Regions from separate parts of the Sus scrofa genome. Here region 2 is linked to region 1. The links are chromatin contacts, called in public promoter capture Hi-C maps. All regions are on one chromosome and are shown on one strand. Each heading gives the region's core, a stretch centred on a gene start, on an enhancer-like site or on the middle of the called end of the contact. The rest is flanking DNA. Distances are from core to core; before and after follow the strand shown.

What was found. Promoter capture Hi-C pulls out the DNA fragments that hold promoters and counts their contacts.
Region 2: a contact with region 1 is called in a promoter capture Hi-C map of liver, with 12 times the contacts expected there. The contact joins the enhancer-like site here to the promoter of C8H4orf19 in region 1. A contact is called at or near these places in 2 of 5 promoter capture datasets (fetal liver and liver), 20 of 47 Hi-C or Micro-C datasets (alveolar macrophages, blood, brain and 10 more) and 1 of 2 datasets of contacts at active chromatin or transcription factors (skeletal muscle).

The regions. Positions count from the first base shown.
Region 1 is chr8:29,010,754-29,015,605 of Sscrofa11.1, forward strand. It overlaps C8H4orf19, which reads left to right and starts at 2,131. Exons shown (of 4, transcript XM_021101097.1): 1 at 2,131-2,385.
Region 2 is chr8:29,088,777-29,093,628 of Sscrofa11.1, forward strand. All of the region lies in intron 2 of C8H4orf19, which reads left to right. Among named protein-coding and RNA genes, the nearest start is that of C8H4orf19, 78 kb to the left of the region's middle. Within about 2 kb of position 2,960, at least 7 of the 83 cell types and tissues checked have an H3K27ac peak or open chromatin away from gene starts, as enhancers often do. A contact at or near this core is called in fetal liver and liver, where this site is marked.

The DNA.
Region 1 (4,852 bases), core at 881-3,380:
TTGAAATGGCATTTCAGAAAGACTGGGGCAGTACTATGTGAGATTGATTAGAGAGGGAAGGGACTAGAATCTGGGGGACCAGAAAAGAGACCATTGCAGAGATCTGAGCTAGAGAATGTAAGAACTTGATCTTAGGGCAGTGGCAATGCAATGGCTAAGAAGGATGACTTCAGGACTTCACTGATAGAGGAAAGAGATGAAAGAGAAGGGAAACAAATAATTCCAGTTCCAGTTGAAGTTGGGTGGAGAGTATAGAGTTGCAAAAGTAAAATGAATAGGTTTAGGGATGAAAATGAGGGAAATAATAAACCTGAACCCAAAGAGTTTAAAGGTTAAGATATCCACGCAGGCAATTGGAAATATAGTGTCCATCCAATGGGGAATCTGAGCTAAAGATGAAGAATCCAACCAGTTACCTCTTTCTCAAAATCCTAAAACGCCTAATACAGTGCCTTTTGGTTTAAAATGTAAGCCAACATCATAACCTTTTTTAAAAGTTTGTTGTCTCTTCTTTAGAAATATATTGACAAATTTAGAACTATACGGACAAATCCACTCAAATTAGCTTTCCTCTCTTCCATGACTCATCAGTGGAGAATAATTTATATGCCAATGAAAACATAAACATACCCAAAATACTAAGTGAATCATGGTGTTTCGTTTCTATATGCATGAAGAAACCATAGGTTTTTCTTCTGTATTTTTCATGAGGGTCTCCACGTTTTTTGGCATTCCATGTGATCTGCATAAAGTACAGATGACACTCTGTATAGACACATCAGAGGTTTCAGTGTGTCAACATGACATATTATGTAACACTGGTAATTTGAGGTTACCAGTAACACCACCACCTCTGACTTTACAGAATCCCAACCTTTAACAAATGAGTGGAATTTAGCCAGCTGCTTGAGCAGACTCAGGATGGTGGTTCTCAAACTGGAATGTACATCATTTGTTTAAATACAAGTTACTTCACCCTCCCTGGCTCCACCAGCTCTGAATCCAAATGTCTGGGGTGGAGCCCAAGAATCTGCATTTTTGCTAAATTCCTCCAAATAATGCTGATTCTGCTAGTCTGGGAACTATACTTTAAAACCCAAGATAAATACCAGTCTTTTTGGTTAGAATAATCTAACCGATAAATGTAATCAGTATCCTGTGGACATTACTTAAGCGTGGGCTAGAAGTTAGGACGGTCCTTTACTGGGATAAAGAGTTTTTATCAGAAAGTGATGTAAAAGAGCATTTAATGTCCCTCATAAATCTATCATTTTTAAAGCATGCTGCTACTACACAAGTGGGAAGAATCTCAAAACATGAGTTTCCCCCCATAAAGCGTGGGAAATGTCGTCGTGTAAATGGCGCTAGAATCACTAGAGTGGACACATTAAGAGCTGAGGGCAGTGTGTTCATCTTTAAATAGTATTCTGTCTGTTGCTTCTCCAGCATTCTGTTTTATCCTGACTCTCCCCGAATGAATGAAGGGGAAAGAGAGAAGACGACGAGCTAGGTGGCGCCGTTGCTTAACACATTCTCCTGTCAAGACCAACACCGACGCACTTTGGAGCACAGGTGAATAAACTTTCCAACCCTTAAATACTATTTTAAAGTAAAGCAACCAAGCTTAGATGCACGGATTGCAGCAAGCACGGCCGTGGAGCTCAGGACGGTGGACGGAGTGTGACAGCCAAAGTTCCAACACCCCAGGCACAGAAAGGGAAGGTGGGGGCAGGAAAGCACATCATTGAACTCCCACTGCGGTCCTGAGGGTGCAGATGAGTGTGTGCAACTTCCCTGGGAATTCTCGCCCCAGTAGCGTCTGCGCTCTTTCCCATCTATCCCATAAAAAGCAGGCGAACTGCACACACCAGGTGTAAGCGGCTATGGCCAGAACCGGGAAGGAAACAAACCCCAAGTTCACGGGGGACGAGGGGAGGTCTCTTCGCCAGGGAGTGCATTTACGTACCTCCCTGACTCACGCCGAATCTGAGGAAGCTCCCCTCTCCCAGCAGCACGGCGGAAAAGCCGGCACCAAAGTTTCGCGGCGCCGGCTGCCTGGCAGCCTGAGTATCGGGGATCAGAGGCCGAACTCCGGGATTTTCTTCTCCGGTGCGTCCTGCAGCCCAGTCCGGGCTCGGGAAGTCTGCTGTCGCGCTCCCGGGGCCTCTGCGCGAAGCGGGGCGCGCAGGTGAGGGGTTGCGCCGGCCGGAGGGGCTCGCCCGCCGGCCAGACCACGTGACTCATCGGTCCAATGACAGCGCCGGGGCGGCCGCAGCGAGCTCGGCGGGTCCAGGCGCTGCTGAGCCGCTGGCGTTTCCCCGCGCGGCCGCCCGAAGCCGGCGAAGTCATGGGCGCCGCGACACCGCCGCTGCTGCCCGGCCCCAGGTAGGGACCTTCTCCCGCCCCGCGCTCCCGGCCCCGCCGCGGGCAACACGGGGGCTCGACTCCCGCGGAACTTGGCTTTGTGGCATGATTTCTCCCACTTCTCTCGCGGGGCATTTTTATTTATTTCCTTTTGCCGGGGGAGAAAAAAAAAGAGGGCGGGTGAGGCAGTTCTCGGTTTGGTTGCTTCGGGAAAGTCAGGTCGTTCAACAAAGGCGCGGAAAGAGAAGCAAACTCCAGAATGGGGTGGATGGGGGGACTTTTACAAACTTCCCCCAACTAAAGACAAAGACAGTTTGCAAAGCTTGGCATCTGATTGGTATATGAAACACTTCTGTCTTTAAATCTCTAATTAATGAACTTTCAACGGTGCCTGAGAACTTGAATTGGAAAAACTGCGAAAGATTTTCCTCTTATTTCTGAGCCCTCCTCTTCCCCTATTTTTAAACATCTGAGTGTTTTTAAGTAAAACTGAAATGGAAGGTGACCGCCGCTGTTTCTTTGAAATGTCCTTGGGTCCCAGGATTTGCCCCTTTGGGGTGTTGGCGCCCTGGGTGGTGGAGAGGAGAGGGTGCAGCCCTAGGAAGCCGCATGGATTGAAGGAGGGGTCCAGGTGCAAACGGTTAAATGTTCACAAAATGTTTGCAGAATGTTTGATAATTAGGCAAGCATCTCCCAGGTCGATTACTTGGGTCTCATTGACCTTGGCAGTCCGGATGAGGTGAGATTTTTCACAAGCCACCACTGAGCAGTTTTTCTAGTGATACAAGACAGAAATCAATGTTTGGGTTTTTTTTTTTCTTCCTCCAGCACTGTGATTAACCTTAAAAACAAAACAAAAACTCCTATTAGCAATTTAGTACATTATATTTTCCATTGCAGTATAGATGTTTGCCCAGTGAATTTAGAAGTCGGTGTTCCATGAGGTGGTTCAAATCATTAAAGAATAGAGTGGTTATTTTCTCACTTCTCACCCTAGCTTATGCATGTTCCTGGGTAGTTGTAAACAAGCTATTTAAGAAACATCTGAGAGTTGAATGAGAAAGAAATGGAAAGTGGGTTGCTGCTTTTAAAGACAATAGATTCTGGATTTGCCACTTATTCCCACATTTAATCCCCCAGTTAACACTATTTTAAGGAGCCAGATGTTAAACCCATATCTATAGAACAGTTCAGTTGTGAAGCCTATCACTGAAACAATAACACAGCTCTGAGTTCTGGAGTTGTTTGTGTTTCTCTAAAGTGTGAAGAGTCAGTTGTAGGAAGCTCCCTTGATCGCAGAGGTAAAATGAAGCAGACACTGATAGAAGTAGGGTTTCAGTCTTTATCTCTTTTGCTAGTTCTGTGTCCATCCCAAACCAGTTCTTTGATTCAGCAAGTATGTGATAAGCACCTACCTCATGGCATCTGGCCCCAGGGCCTGGCCCTCAAAGGTTTTCAAGATTTAGATATATAATGACATCCGAAGATCAAGGTGGCCCATCTTAGCTATGTTCTAAGAGGTTTTGCATGTTTGGAACTCAAAGCAGAGCAATAACTTGCATGTCAACTAAATACGTTCATTAACCTAGAAATGGGACGATCCCCCTGACTTCCTACCTAGTCCCAGTCTGAGCCTGAAAACAACCATGCCAAGTGCTGGCCACAATCTAGTGTCAGCCCAAGGGCAGAGCAGTACTGCCCTGTTTGCTCCAGGAACTGCCCTGCCCTTGGTGCCCAAAGAGCCCATTGACTGTGCTTCCAGGAATGAACTCCAGTTTCCAAGAAATTGAATACCAACCTCTCAGTAGTAGCTGGGTTTCCTCCACCTGAACTGTTCATTTCAAATTCCTCTAGTTCCACAGTTTTTTCAATAACTCAGAATCTTGATTCTCTTTGGCTCTTGGTAAGACAGTATCTAGCTCCTGCATTTCTATTTCTTCTTCTTCTTCAGGACATTAGATTGATTATTGGGTGCAGGTAGAATTACTGCACCCAATAATCAATCTAATGGTTATTTAGAAAAGAGTTGATAGGCTCATGCTAGGAGAAGGCAGACCTGAGCCTTCATCTGTCTGCTGGTCAGACTGATTACCTCATTATATGCTTTTTAAAAATAATGCTAAGAATAATAAGAAAATGAGGGAGTTCCCATTGTGGCTCAGCAGAAACGAATCTGACTAGTATCCATGAAGACACAGGTTCGATCCCTACCTCACCTAATGGGTTAAGGATCAGGCCTTGCCATGAGCTGTGGTTTAGGTCCCAGGTGCAGCTCGGATCCCACCTTGCTGTGGCTGTGGTGTAGGCTGGGAGCTGCAACTCCGATTCAACCCCTAGCCTGGGAACCTCCATATGCCATGGGTGCGGCCCTAAAAAAAATAAAAGAAATGAAAATGAAATCTTTTGTCTACTCACACCCCTGTCACCTTAGTATATCATGGTCCCATAGCAATTGCAATGTTCAAAAGGACCATATATCATCAAAATG
Region 2 (4,852 bases), core at 1,710-4,209, 79 kb after region 1:
GGTTCGTCCTCAAAACCCTTCAGATTGGGCCACATTTATTTGATGACTTATCTTTACTTCCTGGTTCGTGACCACGTACCCTTATCCGGAAGATAGCGCCCCAAGACCAGCTCACACCGTGGGGGCGGGGGGGGGGGGGGGGCGCGGCGCCCTGTGAGGACGCCCTGGCCAGAGGGAAGGGACATTGAAATGAACTGGCCGAGAGGCATCAGATCTAACCCAGGGGAGGAACTGCACATGTCCACTCTCTCCAGGCTCCTTCCTCTCTCAGCCTCTTCCACAGAATTCTCATCCAGACGTGTAGATCCTGTTTGTGTGAAAAGAAGCATCTATGGGATTGCACGAGTCTTTTGACCAGACCTCAGAATAAATCCCATGCCCCGCCAGATTTGGAGGAGCCCCTGTCATAATGTGGTGCCGTGGCCACCAGAACTTAAAGGTGACAGTAATTGTCTGAATGTTTACCATGTCACCTCCTCCCTATTTATTTTTTTGGATGGCATGGCAAAGCACCTACAACTTGTGCCCTAACTCTCAAGTGTTTGAGCCCTTTTCTGTTCCAAGACTGTCCGTTGAAATTAAATAACCACTGCATACTGCCATCTGGTGGCAAATGGATGAAACCACACCTATTATGACATTCTATCAGAGCCCAAATCCAGAGGAGCAAGTTCCCTTTTGCAAAAACTACTACATCACAAGCTGCTTCTTATTATGTAACCAGTGGGCTTAGAAAACAACAGAACATACTAAAAGGAATTCTATTAACATAAAAGGAACTATTATATACATAAATATTAATATAATTAACGTATAGCAGGAAATAGTAATAATACTGAAAGCAATAACAACAGTATTAATAATAGCTAGACTGCACCACTTTCTAACTTTTATGTCCATTTACTTATCTATAAGATACTGGCTCCCAACTTTTGTACGCTGTTGGTAGGAGTATAAATTGGTGCAGCCTCTATGGCAAACAGTATGGAAGATCCCTAAAAAAACTAAAAATAGAGCTATCATATGATCCAGCAGTTCTACTCCTGGGTATATATCCAAAAAAACAAAAACACTAATTCAAAAAAACACATGCACCCCGATATTCATAGTAGCACTATTTGCAATAGCCAGGACATGGAAAAAACCTAACTGTCCATCAGCAGATGAATGGATAAAGAAAGTGTGATATAGATAATAGAATATTATTCAGCCGTAAGAAGAATGGAATTCTACCATTTACAACAACATGAATGGACCTAGAGAGGATGATGCTGAGTGAAACTAGTCAGATGAAGACAAATACTATGTGATCAATTATATGTGGAATCTAAAAAATGAACAAATGAATATAACAAAACAGAAACAGACTTAGATATAAAGAACAACCTAGTGGTTACCAATGGAGAGGGGAAGGGAGAAGGGGCCAGAGGGTGGTAGGGGATTAAAACTACTATGTGTAAGATAGATAACCGGGAGTTCCCGTCATGGTGCAGTGGTTAACGAATCCAACTAGGAACCATGAGGTTGCAGGTTCGATCCCTGGCCTTGCTCAATGGGTTAAGGATCCGGTGTTGCCATGAGCTGTGGTGTAGGTTGCAGACGCAGCTCAGATCCTGCATTACTGTGGCTCTGGCCTAGGCTGGCGGCTACAGCTCCGATTAGACCCCTAGCCTGGGAACCTCCATATGCTGAGGGAGCAGCCCAAGAAATGGCAAAAAGACATAAAAAAAAGATAGATAACCAACAAGGATATATTGTATAGCACAGGGAAATATAATCATTAGTTTGTGATAACTTTAAATGGAATATAATCTATAAAATATTGAATCACTTTGCTGTACACCTGAAACTAACATAATATTATAAATTAACTATACTTCAATTTAAAAATGTGTATATATTATATATAAAATACCAGTCTTAGAGGGTTATTGTAAAGTTGAATGAATACATGAAATTTCTTAAAACAGTATTTAAATGCATATTTAACACTCAAAGGCTAACTACTTATAAATCATTAATGAGTACTGGCAGGACGCCAGACATAGTAAATGCCATACATATTTTTATCTAATTTAATTTTCAAAACAATCCTGATAAGCAGGAACTATTATCATTCTCATTTTGCAGATTAGACAGCTAAAGGTGACAGGCTAAGATTTGCTTGGAGGTCACTGAGCTAATAAATTGGAACCTGCAACTCTGACCCTAAATTACTCATGGAACCGCTGTGCTGAATTACTGATGCGCTGTGATCAGGCGTCTCAAATGTGTATAAAAATTCCGTTCCTGCCCACACACATACCCCAGCCTCGCCTCTCCTGCCCCACCCCCGCCACACTCCTCTGTCCACCCCCCCACAAGCACAGACACCAGCCCCGCCTCCCAAACTCACTCCCTTGCCCCACCCACCCCGACACACACCAGCCCCGCCTCTCCTGCCCCCCCCCACTCCAGCCCTGCCTCCCACACACACTCCCCCTGCCCAGTCCAGTGGAGAAGAGAGTCCAGCAGGCGCACCTCCCTGACCCTCAGAGTCCCCTTGACCTGAGTCCCCCGTCCTCTCAGGGACGTTGCTGTGACACACACCCCCTCCCCATCTCAAGGCTTCAGGGCCCTGGTCGGCTGTACCCTCTGGCAAAGCAGCCAAGGAGACCTCTTCTAAAGAGCTGCAGACCTGAGGGAACAAGATGAGACCCTGGGGCCTGAAGAAAGGAAACAGAAGGAGAAGCGCCGTGCGTCCATCAGGCTCTTGGGTTGGGCTGAGTGTGGACTGGGGACCCAAACACAGCCCATCAGTTTGGGGATGGGGAGGTTCACAAACCACTGAGCCGGGCTCCCCGCCTGCAAAAGGGCCGTATTGGCACCTCTCCGTTTTCAGTGATAACAGTGTGTGAGCCAGGTGAGATAAAGGCTCGTGAGGGGAGTAACCTTCCTGGCTGACCCACCATTGCGATAGATTTAGAAGAAAGCTTTGATGTCATGGACTCATTGGGCAGATAAAGAAACTGAGGGATCAAGAGATTGCACAACTTTACCACATCCGCGCATTGCTGGAAGGCGGACCGGTCACCTGACGTGGACTTTGCCTGGCTGAGTTCACCCACACACCAGGCACCGCCTGATGATTTTAGTTTGGGGCACAAAACCCCTCCTGATAATTGGGACTGTCATTTTGACACTTGTTTTTCCCAAAGTTCCGCAAAACCCAACTTCTGGTTTTAAAAGCTCTGTGGTCAAATAATTTGGGGAAATAACTGCATTCAACAAGGTGAAATCCTTCTTTTTCATAACTACGAATGGGTTCATCTCTTACCCCTGCTGTTCCCAAACCTGTTTGATCAGAGAACCCTTTGGCAGGTGGGCGGGGTGGTGGACATTTGAACACACGTGCGCATAAATGTCCCATCAAACCCAGTTCTAGGTGATGCTGGTATATGGCAGTACATTGACTATTGAGAACGCATCAAATGCACTGATGGTGCTCCTAATAAAAGTCTTCTTATATGCAGTTCCCGTCGTGGTGCATGGTTCCGACTAGGAACCATGAGGTTGCGGGTTCCATTCCTGGCCTTGCTCAGTGGGTTAAGGATCCGGCGTTGCCGTGAGCTGTGGTGTAGGTTGCAGATGCAGCTCGGATTCTGCATTGCTGTGGCTCTGGCGTAGGCCGGCGGCTACAGCTCCGATTGGACCCCTAGCCTGGGAACCTCCATGTGCTGCGGGTGTGGCCCTAGAAAAGAAAAAAAAAATTTTTCTTATAGTCTGTCAGGTTCTCCAAAATTCCGAAAGTTTAGCCTCTTCAGGAGAAAAGGGAACATCCTAGAAAATTCTGTCCCAGAGAGTTTTCAAAGCCTGCCCAGAACAGAGGAAATGGTTCTGCTGAGGAAATAGATTGGGTCGTCAAGATTATCTCCTTGGAGCTCCCGTTGTGACTCAACAGGTTAAGAACTCAGCACAGTGTCCGTGAGGGTGCAGATTCGATCTTTGGCCTTGCTCAGCGGCTTAAGGATCTGGCATTGCTGTGCACTACAGTGTAGGATACAGATGCGCCTTGGATCTGGTGTGGCTGTGGTGTAGGCTGGCAGCTGCAGTTCCAGTTCCACTCCTGGCCTGGGAACTTCCATATGCCATAGGTGTGGCAGGAAAAAGAAAAAATATATATATTTTCTTGTCCTTTTTCCACTGGAGATTCAATACTGCCTATAAAGTTGGGCAGGCAGTCTTTACTTCCTTTGCAAACCACCTGGTGGACTCTTCAGCGCCTGCTAGTTATTTTTATCCACACCACTTGAGTCCCAGAGGTCAAGACCCAGAAGTGACTCACTCGGTATTTTTCAACTTCACCTCCTGGCCAGGTTCACGTGAAATCCCGGACTGTTTTCCAAACATTGAGAAGTTGGTTTTTCCAAATGGAGTGGAAATTTAAGTGTTTTAATTTTATCGTGTCTCTCTTTAAGCACCCCCAACTTCCATCAACTCAAACCACCTCCCAGCAGCTGCTCTGAAAGCTCGTTGACTACAGCTCTCAAAGCAGACGGCCCTTACCCCTGGAATTCCTTAACGGAGACTCCGCTGTTTCCCAAGCCGGGAAGGGGAGCCACCGTCCCTCCCATCTCTCTTGGCTCACATCACGGTCTTGGCTCTTGGGTTTGGACCACTGGGTGGAGTGAGATTTGATCGTGGAAAGGGGAAGAACTTCTACCGGGATAATGCCTAAAAATCTCATCCTCCCCATTTGTTCCTTCACACCTGTCACTCCCCAGCCATTCCTTCATTTGAATAACAGGTGTGACGGGCTCCCTGCATGCAAGCTGGATGCTGCCCTGAGTGAGGCGTTGCCTGTGAGGGGCTT